4 separate regions of the Mus musculus genome follow, and regions 2, 3 and 4 are each linked to region 1. Evidence: chromatin contacts called from public HiCAR-type, HiChIP or PLAC-seq and Micro-C data. All regions are on one chromosome and are shown on one strand. The core of a region is the stretch at or near the end of the contact, and the rest is flanking DNA. Distances in the headings are between cores, read along the strand shown. Region 1 holds the start of Chst2 (carbohydrate sulfotransferase 2). Region 2 overlaps Slc9a9 (solute carrier family 9 (sodium/hydrogen exchanger), member 9). Region 3 overlaps Slc9a9 (solute carrier family 9 (sodium/hydrogen exchanger), member 9). Region 4 holds the start of Xrn1 (5'-3' exoribonuclease 1).

The links. A called contact is a pair of places that touch in the nucleus more often than the background predicts. HiCAR-type assays count read pairs that join an accessible place to other places. HiChIP or PLAC-seq counts read pairs in DNA pulled down with a chosen protein or histone mark.
Region 2: a contact with region 1 is called in a HiCAR-type map of fibro-adipogenic progenitors, with 5 times the contacts expected there. The contact joins the enhancer-like site here to the promoter of Chst2 in region 1. A contact is called at or near these places in 3 of 39 promoter capture datasets (cranial neural crest, embryonic stem cells and second pharyngeal arch cranial neural crest) and 7 of 115 datasets of contacts at active chromatin or transcription factors (embryonic hindbrain, embryonic midbrain, fibro-adipogenic progenitors and 4 more).
Region 3: a contact with region 1 is called in an H3K4me3 HiChIP or PLAC-seq map of embryonic forebrain, with 10 times the contacts expected there. The contact joins the enhancer-like site here to the promoter of Chst2 in region 1. A contact is called at or near these places in 22 of 39 promoter capture datasets (the 3T3-L1 cell line, 3T3-L1-derived adipocytes, the HPC-7 cell line and 12 more), 4 of 484 Hi-C or Micro-C datasets (bone marrow-derived macrophages, cerebral cortex, cranial neural crest and 1 more), 15 of 115 datasets of contacts at active chromatin or transcription factors (VIP interneurons, cardiomyocytes, craniofacial prominence and 10 more) and 2 of 9 other capture datasets (adipose tissue and embryonic stem cells).
Region 4: a Micro-C map of embryonic stem cells shows a contact between it and region 1, with 5 times the contacts expected there. The contact joins the promoter of Xrn1 here to the promoter of Chst2 in region 1. A contact is called at or near these places in 2 of 484 Hi-C or Micro-C datasets (both in embryonic stem cells) and 1 of 115 datasets of contacts at active chromatin or transcription factors (astrocytes).

Annotation. Positions count from the first base shown.
Region 1 is chr9:95,405,970-95,408,552 of GRCm38.p6, reverse strand. It overlaps Chst2 (carbohydrate sulfotransferase 2), which reads left to right and starts at 1,283. Exons shown (of 2, transcript NM_018763.2): 1 at 1,283-1,976; 2 at 2,080-2,583. The coding sequence starts at 2,262.
Region 2 is chr9:94,700,299-94,702,881 of GRCm38.p6, reverse strand. The region is part of intron 2 of Slc9a9 (solute carrier family 9 (sodium/hydrogen exchanger), member 9); the gene reads right to left. Among named protein-coding and RNA genes, the nearest start is that of Slc9a9, 32 kb to the right of the region's middle. Within about 2 kb of position 1,286, at least 56 of the 459 cell types and tissues checked have an H3K27ac peak or open chromatin away from gene starts, as enhancers often do. A contact at or near this core is called in fibro-adipogenic progenitors and second pharyngeal arch cranial neural crest, where this site is marked.
Region 3 is chr9:94,767,388-94,769,970 of GRCm38.p6, reverse strand. All of the region lies in intron 4 of Slc9a9 (solute carrier family 9 (sodium/hydrogen exchanger), member 9), which reads right to left. Among named protein-coding and RNA genes, the nearest start is that of Mir7656, 17 kb to the right of the region's middle. Within about 2 kb of position 1,305, at least 6 of the 459 cell types and tissues checked have an H3K27ac peak or open chromatin away from gene starts, as enhancers often do. A contact at or near this core is called in embryonic basal ganglia and embryonic forebrain, where this site is marked.
Region 4 is chr9:95,953,480-95,956,062 of GRCm38.p6, reverse strand. Xrn1 (5'-3' exoribonuclease 1) reads right to left here and starts at 1,303. Exons shown (of 42, transcript NM_001311130.1): 1 at 1,120-1,303. The coding sequence starts at 1,194. It overlaps Gm16794 (a long non-coding RNA gene), which reads left to right. Exons shown (of 3, transcript XR_871036.3): 1 at 1-1,435.

The DNA of each region.
Region 1 (2,583 bases), core at 34-2,533:
ATTGAATTAAGTCATTTTTTTTTCAACAATCCCTGTACCCAGAAGATTCTGTACAATACCCTGAAAAAAAAAAAAGTCGTCAATGGCAACGCTTTAAATTTAGGAGGGTCATCAGCCGAGGTGGGCTGCTCCAGGTAGACTATGATAATTTTGCAGTAATTATGTTTTACTTGTAAAAGCTTCTGAGAGACGGGGGGCAATCAGTCTCCCAGTGATCAGTAGTTCACCTCCGGACCGCAATGACTCATCTTTCTGCCCTTCTAGGTGGAAACTGGAGTACAATCTTTCCTATGTGCCCTCTAACCTCCACCCATCCTGTAGCTGTCCCATTTTACAATGGAAGTTTATTCCCTCATCAGCGAAAGAAAAGTATACAAACCAACGCAGACCAAACTAAAAAGTAACTTTCAACGTCCAAAAACGTTTTCCTTTGCGATCAAGTTCTTTGATCTCATCTCTTCCTCTTTAAAGTCAATGGACTCACTATCACACCACAAATTTAAACAAAGCGCCCTCCCCTCCCCCCAGCAGCCCTGTCTCAGAGGGTGTCAGCAGAGGTGGAAACTCCACAAGCCTAGAACATCTGCCGGGCAGGAGGTGGGGGTGGGATCATCGAAACCTTGTGGCCTTGTCCAAATCCAGGACACTCGGAAAGGTTGCGGAGAGGCATACTCTGAAGCCTCTTCAGTGACCCCGGGCCCAGAAAGATTTATTACTTCCTCCTTGAGGGAGAAACCACAAACCCGCTGGAATGGGCTAGCACCAGGGCCAAGGCTTCAGAACTGGGTTCCCGCTGCACACAGCGCTGTTGGGCGGTGCTGCTCGCGTCCTAGGAGGGGACACCAGTGCTGACCGCTGGGGATGAAAGGAGCGTACGTCCGGGGTATTTCTGCTCAAACTTTTATCACCAACTCTTCTCCAGAGCGAATCCTGGGAGCCGAGTCGTGCAGCTACAGAGAACCCAAGTCTCCGGCTGTGCGGGCGAGCTGGGAATCAGGCGCCGGCGCCGCGCCCCGGGCGCACCTAGAGCTCTGTTCTGCTACTAACGGCTGGAGGCCCTAGCAGCGCCTCCTTGAACCGGGTCGCATCTCCAGCCCCTAAGGAGGTGGCGGCGGGAGTCTGGAGCTGCGAGGAGGGCGGGTGTGGGACAGGCAGAGGAGGAGGGGAGCACGGCGAAGGGGAGGAGCCGGGGCGACAGACGGCGGCGCGCACCAACCCCGAGCGGGCTGGCAGGAGCCGCGCAGAGGCCGGCCCGAGCGCGTTGCAGGCGCCCGGCGTAGGGGGAGTCGGGTAGCAGCATCCTCCCGGGCGCCGCTTTAGTGCGGCCGCGGCGGGGGCTTCCTCTGCCTCGGGACCTCGTAGGGCAGAAGCCGCTGGTGACGCGGGGGTGGGGGGTCCCGCTCTTTTGCCTTCAGCTAGGTGTACAGAGTCCTGGGCCAGTCCGCGGCCACGGAGCGCCGGGGCTCGCCTGAGCCGCCCGCCAGGACATCCTCCGGGTGATGGAAGAAGCAGCCGCCGCTGCGGGGCCGCGCTGCACCCTATCCGCGGCCGCCGGAGGGATGGGAAGGTTCGCTACGTGGAGGCCAAGAGAGAGCGATGGAGAGCAGAACAGCCTGGAGCTGGGGCGTATGTAAGCCACCCCCCACTGTCGCCTCCTGCCTGCTTCGTGCCCCAGAGCCTGGAGGGAAGCAGCGGTCCCGAGAGACCTAAGGAGACGTCGCTGGAGCCGGGACGCGCCGCGCTCGGTGGAGCGCAGAGCTGGGCTCCGGGCCCGGTGAAAGTTTCCCCTCCCGGGGTGCAGGGCGCCCGCTGCTGGAAAACTCTGCCTAGGGCTAGGGCAGCGGAGTCTCGCGGCTCCCTCGAAGGCTTGGGGACCCCTAGCAGAAGAGAACCGGAGAGAAACCGAGGAGAGTGCTAGCCGGACAGTCCGCCGGTCGGGGATCTGGGGACGCTCCGAGGCGCACCCTCCGCTCCAGGTGAGTGGAGGAGCCCGCAGACTAGAGGGTGGGCGTTACTCAGGCGGAGGAGGCATCTGGACCGGAGACTGGGCTCACCCATTCACTCCGCTTCCCCTCGCAGGTCCTTCTCGGAGCCGCTGCCATGGGAGAGCCAGCCCTGGGCGCCGGGGACCAGCAGCCTCTGCCGCCGCGCCCGCCTCGGATCGGCGGCCCCAGTCCCGGCGCCCGCAGCCGGCCTGCAGCGTCCCCCTCCTGGGCTGCAGGGCCGCCTCCGCCGCGCCGCCGGCCCCGGCTGTGCCTGTGATGAGCCGCAGCTCGCCGCGAGCTCTGCCCCCCGGTGCGCTTCCCCGGCCGCTGCCGGCCGCGCCTGCCGCCGTGCAGCGGGCCCTGCTCCCGCCGTGGCCCCGGCGCGCAGGACGCCGCTGGCCTGCGTCCCCGCTCGGGATGAAGGTATTTCGCAGGAAGGCGCTGGTGCTGTGCGCGGGCTATGCACTGCTACTGGTGCTCACGATGCTCAACCTCTTGGACTACAAGTGGCATAAAGAGCCGCTGCAGCAGTGCAACCCCGACGGGCCTCTGGGTGCCGCGGTAGGGGCGGCCGGGGCCGGCTGGGGACGGCCGGGGT
Region 2 (2,583 bases), core at 37-2,536, 710 kb after region 1:
TGCTAACCTCTCTTTTCCCTTTCTCCCCTAGTCCCTACATTGTAACCTCCCTACCCACCTTGCTTTCCATCTCTACACTGCTGAACTCCCATCTGCTTCTCTATAGCTGCAAAACGAGGCCAACAGAAAAGTCACTGAATAAAAGCATCAACAGCCCAACATATACTTTGAATCTTTTAAATGCCGAGTCATATGGCTGTCTCACTTACTCAAATAATACAGTGTTTTATTCTCCCCACCATCACCCCCCCCCCCTTTTAAAAAGGTAAGTCCCTTGAGATTAGTTTGCAGAGACATCGAAGTTGAGCTGTGTAAAAGGAAAACATTGTCGGGTTGCAGTTACTAAAGCCAGCTCAAGGGACGGTTGGTGCTAAAGGAGGTGGCTCTGACAGAATGAGACAGACAGCACTTCACTCAACAAGGATTTGCTTAAAATAAACTGGGCAGATGGCAGAGAGGATTAGTGGGGCTTAAGGTTGAAATAGAGAGGTAAAAATGAAAGAAAAAAAGAAGAGACCTATGTTTTTACACCTGGTTGAGTGACAGCCAGTGTGGCTGTGAAGCGGCTGACTCGGTGGGGGTGGGAAGGTCAGGACCCCTCAGGCCTCCTGGGCCCTGGCTCACTGAGCCCGGCTGTCTGCAACACTTGGAGTTGTGTACTTGATGGAAAGGTCAGAGCCAAGGAGAAACACTCCAGAATCATCCGTGCAGCAGGGTCTCTGGGGAGTAAGTGTCATGGGAAAAACGGGTAGAGGACAAGGCTGGGATGGGGCTTAAGGCGGGGGCTATGGGGGTGGGGGGAGACAGTGAGAGAGAGAGAGAGACAGAGACTGACAGACAGAGGGAGGAAACAGGTAGAGGACAAGGCTGGGATAGGGGTTAGTAGGGGACAGGAGACGGTAAGAGAGAGAGAGACAGAGACTGACAGAAATACAGAGACAGAATGAGAGAGAGACAGACAGACAGGGAGAGATGAACAGAGACAGACAGAGACTGACAGAGACAGAGAAGAGAGAGACAGAAGGAAACATAGAGGGACAGTCAGAGAAAAAGACTGACTGAAACACAGAGACAGAGATACAGGCCGAAGGAAAGATAGCTAGAGGGAGAGACAGACAGACACAGAAACACAGAGACAGAGATGACTGAGAGGCAGACAAAGAGCTCAGCTGCAGAAGAGCCCAATAAAGAATTACAGAACGTTGCTGCTGCTGGATGCAGGTGCCAGCATCAGTGACAGATGCACAGGGAGGCTGGAGCTTTGTGTACATAACCTTGTTCTCAGAATAATTTCTGAGCACCACATCTGGGACACATTTTTCCCAGTTAGTCACCGTCTATGTGAAATTCAATCACTTCAGACAGGGACAAGAATGCAAACCTCCAAAATGAGCTGTGTTTTGCTTATGACTGATCTCTCGAGATCTCCCGAGATGGGCTGGGAAGGGACCAACCTGCCCCACCCTACCCAGATGCTGGTTCCTGGAGCAGCAGCCATGGTTTGGAGGCACTGCTGATCCTTTTCGTTTGCCTTCAGTGGAGAAGTGGGGACAGGGGTTATAGAAGAAGTATGTGCTGAGAAAGCAGGCACAGTGGGCTCCAGGCCCCTCTCTCCTGGGAGTGGGTGTCTTTAGGGACCTGGCAAGTAGGGACTAGATATAAAGGAGGGGTGAAGGGGAGGAAAATAAAGGGACAAAGATGGCAAGCAGGAAAGAGGGAGAAAAATGGAGGCTGAACAGGGGAGTGAAGCAAAGTTAAGAGATTGACAGAGCTTCAGGAGAAAATTAAGTGGTCCAGGCATTGGAGCACGTCAGTGATAACGACTGCCTTTCAATCGGGACATCTCGACTGTGGCTTGGCCACACTAAGGGATGATTATTCATGCAGAAAACACTCTTACGTTTCTTCAGATTTTTATGCAGAGCCCTTAAATCTTAAATGTATTGGTCACTTGTCAGAGTAAGGAGGTGCTTTACATACAGAACGGTCAGAGGCAGGCATTTTTAGAGGAGCTACATCATTTTATGGGAGGCAATGGGAGTGGGAGTTTACCCTGTGCCTGCTCATCTCCTGCCAGGGTTCAGCTTCCCTTCCTACCCTAGATCAGCTTCCCTTCCTGCCTGAGCAGCTTGCCTTCACATGTACTACACTCTGTAAGGCTGTCTTAGGCTTTTATTGAGTGTAAAACCTGGGGCAGCCAAGGCATACATGTCAAGTCCTGATCACTTGGGGGCAGCACAGGGCTGGAAAATCCTAAGCTACAACCATTCTTTATTTTATTTCTGGTCTTAATTCTTCTTCAGGATTCTTTTTATGGGGATGGTGATCTTTTAGATAGGGCTATGCAGTCCTGGGGAATTTGGTATTTGCTATGTAAGCCAGGTTGATCTCAAATTTGTAGCAATCCACCTATGTCAAACTACTAAGTGCTGGCAGGCATGTAACCCACCCAGCTTACATCTGGAAAATGTAAGTGATGTGTGTTTGGTTGAAGTCCATCTTCATCTCAACCAGGAAGCAAGTCAGACAGGACAGTCAGTGTCCTCCCCTTCTCGGACACATTCTTTCATTTTGAAATATGTT
Region 3 (2,583 bases), core at 56-2,555, 640 kb after region 1:
ATGAATTAGTGTGTAGCACAGAGCTTGCCATCTGTAAGCTTGAACCATGGAATGAATGAATGAGTGAATGAATGAATGAATGAATGAGCAAGCAACACAGTGAGCTATAAAAAAAAACCCAGCAACAACAACAAAAACAATAAAAACTAAAACAAGCAAACAATAACCAAGTAGAGGCAAAATAGGATTCTGGAAAATCATCCAAATCACACAGGATCCTTCTGATTTCTTCCTCCTGGTCACCAAGGAAGCCTTCGAAAATGAGCTATTCCTTGAGTCTGCTAATTCAATGAAAGACGGGGGGGGGGGGGGGAGGCAGGCAGCCCACACTACCTGTCACAGCACAGTAGCAGTGGGTATGCTCAGGAAAGGGACTCACAAACTCTACTCCATGGTTGTCCTCGGGACCATGAACAACTTGGCATTGCTAAACCTCAGTTTCTTCAACATCTCAATTTCTGCACGTTCAGATTTGCCTTCCAACTCCTCTCCTTCCCCAAGTTTTCTCATTTTTTCCATTTGAGACTCCTGATTATGAAATCTCAAAAAAAAAATGCATGGATTTTTAAATAAATATTGTTATATTTTAACAGTAAATGTTCTTCCAGGAGTCGTCTTTACATAACGCTGTGCTTTGGCCTAAAGCCTCCCTTTTGGCTTGTTGAGTTCCTGGCAAGTCTATGAAACTTCTGTGACCTCATCTCTAGGAAGATTTCTCTCCTCCAACCCAAGCTGCCAACTTGAGAGAGAACTGTCTTTGTCTTGCACTCTTCCTGTGTCTGCACTTTAATAATTCAGCACATACTACCTTAGATTTATCTGCTGCTGTGTCTTTTTCTCTCCTAGTTTGGGAGCTGCCTATACAAAGGAGCCCCATTCTCTGACTATTGTATACTAACATCTTAGCAAGTCTTCATTTATTTGTGAAACAAACATTTACTGATCAGCTACTATATGCCAGACAACATTTTAGGCATTTGGATTCAGAAGAAAACAAGGCTAAACACTACATTTTAAGAAAGCACACACGAAAGGCCTTTGTTGAAATAAGATATAATATTAGTATTGATAATAATTAGCATTGATTATCTCCTCCACAGGACCAATACCTGGGCATTGGATGTCAGAATTTCTAAATAGGGTTAATTGAGGAGGGAAGATCCCCTCTGTGGGCAGCAACATTTCCTGGGCTGAGGCCCTAGACTGAGTACAAAGGAGAAAATGAGCTGAGTATCAGCTGCCCTCCATCCCCCACCATCGTGTGCCCCTCCCACACATGCCTCCAGTCCGCACTCTGATTTTAACCATCCATGCAATGTGACCAGTTACCCCTGCTAGCAGGTTTTCTCGTTTGTGATGGGCTGTACTCTTGAACTGTGAGCCAAAATAAACCGTTTCTTACATCATTTTTGTAGGACATTTTGTTGCAACAACAACTGATGCATGAGTGCTACCTTTCTCCTTTAGAGTTTGTCTAAATCTCAGATATATTTTTAATCAATGCTGAGAAGACCAAAGACTGGGAAATCTCTCTCCCCTTTATTCTTATGTCTGAAGCTCAAAATAGGCGACTGAAGCAAAGGATTTAGTGGAAGGAGCAGCCCCTCCCCCACCTGAGCTGTAGACCTCTAAGGAGAAGGCTGTTAATTGGCCCACTAATCGGTTCCTACAAAAAGGACTAACACAATAACGGACCAATAATGAGACGGCTCTTCTGAGGCTGGCTGCAGCTGGTTTATAAAGAATTAATCATCTGTGGGTCGGTGGGTACGGAGTATTAAGAATGAGGTTCTCTCCTAAATAAATTATTTTCCACTTACTCTGACAATCATAATTGGTGTATTTGAAAAAAATTATTTTAATACACTAAGTGGGACAAAGCTCAGGTTTTCGAGTCATTCTAATAATAGCCCTTGATTAAAATAGCAAGTTATCATGCTTCACATTATTTATTAAAGGTTTACAGCCAGCAATAATAACTCAGTAGACAGCATGGCACATTGAAAATGTCCTGGTAGTATGTTACAATTTAAGATTTGTTCTGGAAGGATTGTGCTTTCCAAATCTTTTATATATTTTCTTCTTGAAAACAACATTTTCTCTCTTGGCATTTTAATCAGTCTTTAGCTGGAATTCTCTCTTTGGGTTTACTGAAAATAATATCTTTTCATTTTCTTATTACTTGCTCTATCCCAGCTACAATTAGCGTTCTCTGCTTGTCACTTACTATTTCCGGCTTTTGCCAAGTTGTTCTGATGAATGGCAGCAGCATTTTTATTTAAGAAAGGCAGCAGGTACTATAGTGAAGTTTGAAACACAAAAATAAAGACTTGATTCCAAACTCACTCAATGCCTATAATAAGAATTAAAGAATTAAAATGAAAACCTCCCCAGACGGCAGATCTGGGAAGTAACCTGAGGGTTTCAAATGATCCATACCTTACATCCAGTGATTGATATCTGACACCAATATTTGTTACAGAAAACATGACTCCCCAGCATTTATGTTGGGGGTTAAGCTAACTCTCTAAATAAAAAGTATTGCTCAATGTAAAATAAAATAAAAATGTGAGTTAACAAAAA
Region 4 (2,583 bases), core at 54-2,553, 550 kb before region 1:
TTCATACCATCTAATCTTAACTAAAATAAGGGGAAGACAAGTCAGCATTTTCGAACTTTTTATAAGGTTTCTTTTATATGCCAACTTTCATTAGAAGTTAATATCAAAAGAATCCTTTCCAGAGGCTGGATTCTATCTTTAACCTTATAAGTACCTTAAAACAAACAAACAAAAAAAAAACCCCACATAATTGACAACTTCCAGTATTAATACAGTGCTACTTATCACAAATAATTTATTAAGTATACAAATTTCAAAAACGAGTTTTTTTTTTCTGTAAACCAAAGTCATTAAATGTGACATACTACATTATCATTCAAAGTCTAGTTTACCTATTAGAACATTTGGTTTCTCTCCTCCGTCATTCAAACATGCAGATATATTCTAGTATATAGTATATATAAATATACAAATACACACTTTTAGAACTCAAAAAAAAAAAAAACCCGCTGCTGTAGGGTCATTATACACTAAGTGTTAGTAATAATGTTTCGAGATCTTTCTGCCATACTAAAGCCTTTAAGCACCATTCCCCCCACCTCCCCGCCCCATCCCTGCGCTCCATCTAAACGTTTTGTTCGTTTAGACAATAGGGGGGTCGGTCCTGTCTGGGGGCTAACGGGAGCATGAAAAAGTATCACAAACCCAAGACACTAGCTAGCTACAGCAACCGGTCCAGGCATTGAGGTTAAATGCAGCTCTTCACAGCTGGAGTGCTCCGCGATTCCACCACGGGGACGTTAGTGCTTGTATACCGTCTGTTGCTTTGCTTGGGATGAGGGACCCGAGAAGTCGTCCCACACAGCTTCGCAGCCTAAAGCGAAGCTCCAGGTCCGGTTCCCAGGAGGACAGAGAGGGCTCCTTAAAAGCCTTCCCACCAAGGGCTCCTTTGCAAGTCCTGGAGTGCCTTCCCAGGGGGAGCTCAGACCTGCCGCAAGCCACTCTGTTCTGACCTGCCTCTACCTGGTGCGGCTACCCGGGGGCCGCCAAGCCTCCGTTCCCCTTCTCTTCCCCCCGTTCGGCCGCTGACCTGCACCGCGGGCAGCTGGAAGGCCGGGGTCCCACAGCGCAGAGAGGCCCGCGGGCCCGCTTTCTGCGCCGCGGCCTGAGCTCACCCACCTGATGCTCCTTCACCACTTCGCTGAGGCAGGGGTACCGCTCCGAGATCCATCGGTAAAACTTGGGGACTCCCATTTTGACCGTCGACACTAATTCCAGTCGGTGCAGAAACGAAACCAAACACCCCGCCCGGGCCTCCGCCGCCGCCTCCGGCCGTCGCTCGGAGGATGACAACACAAGGTCCGCCAGACCATAGAGCAAACCGTGGGCCTAGAGGGGCAGGACGGCGCTGGTGGGCGGTGGGTCCTGTCTATCCCGCTGCCTCGCTCTTCCATACTCGTTGGTGACAGCGCAAGAGGTGTGATTTGCGCATTAGGTGAGCTCAGGTTTAAAATGCCAGTTGATTGAGGTGTGGACTTGCGGATGGTATAAGAACGTTTAAGAGACAGTTGGTTAGCTTTATGTTAACTTGAAACATGGCAGAGTCGTTAGAAAGAGAAACCTCAACTGAGAAAAACGCTGCTTCCAAATTGGCCTGTGGGAATATTTTGATTACTGATCAATGCGGGAGGGCCCATCTGAATGTGTGCTGCTGCCACCCCTGGGCCGGTGGTCTTTCGGTATGTGAAAAAGGCTGAGTGAACTAGCCAGAAAGCAACATTCCTTCAGAGCTTCTTCAGTTCCTGCCTCAAGTTCCTTTGATGATGGGCTGTGATGTGGAAGTGTAAGCCAAGTAAACTCTTTCCTTCCTAAGTTGCTTTTGGTCATGGTGCTTATAACAGTAATAGAAACCCTAGTAAGAAAGGTATTGGACACTTGCTTTTTGTACTGTGGGCTTGTCCCTCGTGGGATCGTTAAATTTACTATTTTTCAATGTGGACTTGAAAAAGTCTGGTTAGCTTGTGAGAGGAGTAATTCTCTGAGTAATGTAAACCTACAGAAGAGTTTTAATTTTCTAATATTTTAAAGAGTTTTATAGTTTTCCTCTTTATATCTTTTATTAAATTACTTTATTTACATTCCAACCCCCCCCCCCATCCTGACTCCCCCTCCCGGAGTTCTTTAAGCCCTCCTCCCAACTCTGAGAGGGTGCTCCCCCATCTGCTTCCACCTCACATTTCCGCTTAGGTCATCCCCATTGAGTCCTAGTAGCCTCTCACATCCCAGATCTCTGGGACTTTCTAGAGGTTCCCCATGGGCCCTAACCTCCACTGCTGCATGTTGATTAATTCTCCTGGCCCTCTGGGCATCCCTCCTTTCCATACCTGATCCCGCCCCTTCTTTTCCCCTTCCTCTCACCTCTCCGACCCAATTTCCTCCCTCTGCCTCCCATGATTATTATTCCTCTTCGAGGTGGATTTCAGGTATCCACACTTGGGCCTTCCTTCTTGTTAAAGTCTGTGAGTTGTATTGTGGGAAAGAGTAATTTCCCACCATTTCAAGACTCTGGGTTACTCCCCTCATCCACAATTTTTGATACCCTGTTTCAAAACAAAGAAACCAACAAAATTCAAAAAGCCGGTT